Regions from separate parts of the Sus scrofa genome. Here region 2 is linked to region 1. A link is a contact called in public HiChIP or PLAC-seq data. All regions are on one chromosome and are shown on one strand. Each heading gives the region's core, a stretch centred on a gene start, on an enhancer-like site or on the middle of the called end of the contact. The rest is flanking DNA. Distances are from core to core; before and after follow the strand shown. Region 1 holds the start of TNIK (TRAF2 and NCK-interacting protein kinase). Region 2 overlaps LOC106507999 (a long non-coding RNA gene).

Evidence for each region. HiChIP or PLAC-seq counts read pairs in DNA pulled down with a chosen protein or histone mark.
Region 2: a contact with region 1 is called in an H3K27ac HiChIP or PLAC-seq map of alveolar macrophages. The contact joins the enhancer-like site here to the promoter of TNIK in region 1. A contact is called at or near these places in 7 of 47 Hi-C or Micro-C datasets (alveolar macrophages, embryonic fibroblasts, fetal heart ventricle and 2 more) and 2 of 2 datasets of contacts at active chromatin or transcription factors (alveolar macrophages and skeletal muscle).

Annotation. Positions count from the first base shown.
Region 1 is chr13:110,050,938-110,053,637 of Sscrofa11.1, reverse strand. TNIK (TRAF2 and NCK-interacting protein kinase) reads left to right here and starts at 1,293. Exons shown (of 30, transcript XM_021071173.1): 1 at 1,293-1,779. The coding sequence starts at 1,723. It overlaps LOC106507999 (a long non-coding RNA gene), which reads right to left and starts at 1,162. Exons shown (of 6, transcript XR_002338109.1): 1 at 549-1,162.
Region 2 is chr13:110,127,148-110,129,847 of Sscrofa11.1, reverse strand. The region is part of intron 5 of LOC106507999 (a long non-coding RNA gene); the gene reads right to left. Among named protein-coding and RNA genes, the nearest start is that of TNIK, 76 kb to the right of the region's middle. Within about 2 kb of position 1,292, at least 10 of the 83 cell types and tissues checked have an H3K27ac peak or open chromatin away from gene starts, as enhancers often do. A contact at or near this core is called in alveolar macrophages and skeletal muscle, where this site is marked.

The DNA.
Region 1 (2,700 bases), core at 44-2,543:
ATTAACAAAAACAGCAGAGCGCATACCGAACGTTTGAAAATCTGATATCTGCAGTCTTGATGAACTAACTGCATTGGCTCCCATTCATTCATCTAAAAGCTTATTCTGAAGCTGATATTCACACTACTCGATTTAAAAACCCTCAGGGCATTTGGCTAGAAGAAAATTCTCTTCTTAAAGGAGGTGGAGAAAATGCTTTCAAAGCTACCGCTGTATTGGGGGAAAAGTTCAATTTTAGCATTTCATCCTATGGATTTCGCGTGGACAAGGCCAGAGAGGAAGGGCTGTGCGAGGGGACTGGGGGAAATGACTTCACACTCCAGATTACAGAATATCATGTTTACCACTGTAAACGTTCAGCCTTTAGAGGAGAAAGAGGGTGGAGGGGAATCGCTCTCAGCCGTAGGTCTTCTGTGTTACATCTTAGCCGACAGCCAAACTTTCTCTATCAGTCTGGGTAGGTCAGCAGCGGAAAAGCCTCCTGAAAGGAAAATGCTGGGTGCTAAGGCGGCGCGTGCTGCCTTAGCCAGTGTTGGCTTCGGAGTTACCTGAAGCAGTCAAGTCACTGCACCCGGAGAAAAATTCTCGTTTCAATTCGGTCGTTTCCGTGCGGGAATTGCGGCATGGGTAGGTTCTGGGTGTGGCGAGGCCCAAAGGAAGCTCAGATCTGCTAGCTTTCCCGCTTCTGGCAAACCTTCCTAACCCTGAGGCGGCGAGTGACCTGCCCTCGATAACTGCCCTCCGGGATCCCGGGGGCCCTGGCGGTCTCGACCCAGCGGCAGTTGCAATTTGGAGAAGCCCGGGGCTGGGCGCCCTGCGAGAGTGCGCGTCTCCCCGATTTGTTCCGCGGCTGGAGGCGGATCCTCTTCCCTCCACACAAGTCCTTATATGCACCGGTTGCACCAGCCCGCGCTACTCCAACCCCACAAATAATTAATGGGGGAGGGAGGGCATCGCTCTTTTCTTTTTTCCCTTCTGGATTTTTTTTTTTCAGCGCTAAAGCAATTGAACCCTGCCGAGAACCCCTCAAAATGAGACTGAAGGGCCATTTTGCTGCAGCGCACGAACTGGACACACGAAAATAAAGCCCCCTTGTCCCTACGATAAGCGAGGCATGGTTCAGGAACAGCTTTTCAGAACCAGCCCGATTAGCCTGCAAATGCCTGGGCTGAAAGGGTGAGTGCCCCTCCCCCACCCACGTTGGTGCAGAGGGACCGGGTCAGGAAGCGCGGCCTCTCCCGAGTCGGAGACCACGCCTCCTCCACCTCCCCCACCCCCACCTCCTCCTTTACTCCTCCCAGGAAGCGGTGATAGACAGTTCTGTGTGGTTCTCCACGCCCCCCCCCACCCCAGCTGAGTGGAGGAGTTGATGTGTCTCATTATAACAGCCAATGCAGCCGCCATCCACGCACAAGCAAAGAAGCATGTCCCATTTAAATACACCCACGCAGCCCCAGCGCCCTTAGCCGATCAGGGCGCGCAGCCCACACGCACCGCGGCTCCGGGCTTGGAGATCCGTGCAGGTTGGGCTCCCGGACTAGTGGACCGACGCGCGGAAGATCGCGTTCAGGCGCTGTGGGGCCGGGGTGGGCGGGGGAGGCTGGGCCCCGGGCCTCTGGCTCCACACCCGCATGAGGACGCGAGTGAAATAGACCAAGGTGGAATTTCTAAGGGAGAAGCTTCGGGGTGGTTTTGGTCCATTTCTCCCGCGAAGAAGTCGACATGGCGAGCGACTCCCCGGCTCGCAGCCTGGATGAAATCGATCTCTCGGCTTTGAGGGTGAGCAGAACATGTTTTCCGATTTCTTTCCAGTGTTTTGGGTCACGGTGAATTGAATGGGCTCCGTGTGTGTACTGGGGCTGTGGCTGGTGGGCAGAGACGGGCGAATGCGACGCGAGGGAACCTGGGTTCTAATTTTGATTCGGGGATCTGCTGAGGTGTTCCTGGCTAGCCCCCCACGGCAGGGGCTGTACGGTTCGTGTCCACCTTCGGTGGTAGCCAAGGCGCTCCCAAGAACGCGTGGAGATTATGCCAGTTTCATCTTAGACCGGTGTAAGAGCATTAAAAGGAAAGGCTCGTGTGTGTGTGTGTGTGTGTGTGTGTGTGTGTGTACAAGCCCCGGACGGTCGTCTAGTGCCAAGGCTCTAGATCCCACTATCTCTTTCTGCAAAAAGAATAACAGCGTGAATAAAGGCACTGGCCCCTCACGTTTTTCGGCTACCTCCAAGATGACATTGTGAGCCTGGCTGTCCCCACGAAGCCGAACCTGCCGCTCCAAGGGGACAGCTATTGCTATGCTGGTTTTGTAGATGGCACCTGCCTCCCCTCTTCCCCCTTTTCTGCCATTGGTGCCCAGACTCCCTCTCAGCGCTATCCTAAATGCCGGTCTGCCACTCACCTTTATTTATGGTTTTAACTCAGCCCTGCCTATGCCTTCTGACTTTGTGGCTATGACATTTCAGTTTTATGGCTGAACTTAAGCAGGTGAAAGGGATGTGTTCTCTGCTTTGCCCCCATCAGACCGGAACTCCTAGGAGAGAGAGGGAGAGAGAGTGTGTGTGTGTGTGTTTTCTCCGTGTCTGTGGCCAGTCCTTTGTAAAGCACCTGTCTCCCCCCAGCTCCCCTGGTTTGCATTTATCCTCACGTGAATTGCCTCAGACGCCGTTTCATTGTATTGACTAAGACATCACTGATATAGAA
Region 2 (2,700 bases), core at 43-2,542, 76 kb before region 1:
CAAAATTGCTTTTAAAATACAACACCATAGTAGCTCTTTTTAAAAATCCCAAACACAATTCCAAAAGTTCTTAAGAAATTAAAAAGTCAACCCCAAAAATAAATTCTAATTTGAACTACAGACATTGGGTGATTATATCATGTCAATGTAGGTTCATAAATTATAGCCAATGCACTTCTCTTGTGGAAGTGTTGATAACATGTGGGGGCAGAGGGTTTATGGAAAATCTTTGTACCTTCACCTAAAGTTTGCTGTGAATCTAAAACTTATCTAAAATACAGTCTTGTTTTTAATTGAAGTATCATTGATTTACAATGTTGTGTTAGTTTCAGGTATATAGCAAAATGATTGAGTTATACATATATATCTATTCTTTTTCAAATTCCTTTCCATCATAGGTTATTAGAAGATATTGAATATAGTTCCCTGTGCTATACAGTAAGTCCTTGACATTTATCTAATTTATATAACAGTAGTATGTATCTGCTAATCCCAAACTCCTAATTTATCCCTCCCCTTTTCCCTTTTCCTAACCATAAGTTTGTTTTCTATGTCTGTGAGTCTATTTCTGTTTTGTAAATAAGTTCATTTGTATCATTTTTTTAAGATTCTACAGATAAGTGATATCATATCATATTTGTCTTGTCTGACTTAATTTCACTTAGCGTGATGATCTCTAGGTCCATCCATGTTGCTGCAAATGGCATTATTTCATTCTTTTTACATCAAAAAAAAAAAAGTCTTTTAAAAAGTCTGACAGAAATGCTCTAATTGTGTTTGTGAAAGAAGGAATCACTGCATTTTGTGCCAGGAGGAGAGCAGGCCAGCTGGGCCAGGGCAGCTGTGGCTCTTCGGGGCTGGAGCTGGGGAGATAGCTTTGTGTTTTGTGAAAGGCAGCCAGAGGACTAGAATGGGTACCAGCTGGGGACCGGACTCTGATAGCACCTAGTGAGACATATTCTGTTGCTCTTCCCACACAGTTCAGATGCAGGTGAACTCCTGGGAAAGAGCCTCCAGGTTAGACTCTTGTTACAGGAAGTGCCCAGTGAAGTGCCCAGTACTCTTGCCCATGATCATGGTGAGGTGAACTATGGTTTTTTCTTTTTAAGAAAACACCCTGAAGTGGGACTGAGTAGCAATCTTATAGGAGTAGGCTGTTGATGGCAGGGGAGGGGTGCTGACAGTTTACTGCCCTGCCTTGGTAATCAGACAAGCCTGGTTTGAAATCTTAATCTCATCACCTGGCTAACTGACCTTGGGCAAGTTACCTAACTTCTGACCCTTAGCTTCTCATCTGTCAAGTGATAAAAATAGGACCTGACTCAAGGGCTGATGTGGGCTCTAGGGAAAGAGTGTGTATATAAGGCACTTTATAATGCTTGGTTAACAATGGCTAATTTTTTTTATTTATTTTTTTTGAATCAGAGACTCTAACTCTTTCCACCCTTTGCTTTTGTCCTTCAGAACAGAAAGGAAAAATTTCTGCCTGTTACTTCCAATTCCTGACATTTCATTAGCTTCCACAGCAGATTTCCTAGTGGAGATTTTCTTCCTTGTTCTCACAAAGATCCAGGATTAAATTGGGGAAGGGTTAGTGATGAAATTGTTCTTCTTTTCTAAAGGTCAGAAGCTAAGTTCATGTTTCTCTTACTGGTTTCTCTCTGACTCATCCCAGTGCCTAAAGCAAATTCTATATTTCCGGTCTCATTTTATTTGTCAGAAAAATGGGCTTTATTTAATGATTTTCTCTCCTTGCCTTTCTGTTTGGGGACATTCTATAAACTGCATGTGAATGTTTTGCTTCCAATTCCCTCTTTCAGGAGATGTTTTAGATTCCTTTCCAGTAAAATAAGAAATGGGGGAGGTGTTTCTCCAGTAGTGGCATCAGAGAACAATAACACACAGCCATGCTTCTCAGCTTGGTGTGATTTTGCCCCAGGGGACTTTTGGCTATGTCTGGGGACATTTTGGGTTGTCTCACAACTGGGGGCCCCAGTTGCTACTGGATGTTGGGGGGTAGAGGCCAGAGATGCTGCTAACCATCCTACAATGCACAGGATAGCACACCACGAAGAATCATCTGGCCCAAATGCCAATAGTACCAAAGTTGAGAACCCTTTCCATCGAAGTCTCTATATGTTAACTTTTTCTTTTTACACTGCCATCCTTGAACTCAGTTTTCTTTACCTCCCTAATCAAACCTCCTTCCCTCTCTCCTACCCATCTTGCTATTCCTTCCCCTTCTAGAACTAAGTCTTTTTTCATTCTCTCTCTCTCTTTTTTTCTTTTTTGGCTGCACCAGGGCATATTGAAGTTCCCAGGCCAGTGATCAAATCCCTTTCTGGGACCTACACCACAGCTGCAGCAATGCCAGATCCTTAACGCACTGCACTGGGCCAGGGATCGAACCTGCGCCTCCACAGAGACAAGCCAGATCATTAATCCACTGCACTATACCGGCAACTCTCTATCTTCTGCCCTATCGTTGTTTGCTGCTTCCTAATCCTCCAAAGCTCCCAGTCCTTGGGCAGTATTTATAAAGTTGCTTTTCCACCTTGGTCACTAATTCACTATGTGCCCTTGCACGTCATTCCACTTCTATGGGTCTCAGCTACCTCCCTGTACATAGACACAGGACTGAATGACCTAAGGCTCCAATCTGTGACCAACAATTGTCTTGCTATTTCAAAAGCCTAATAG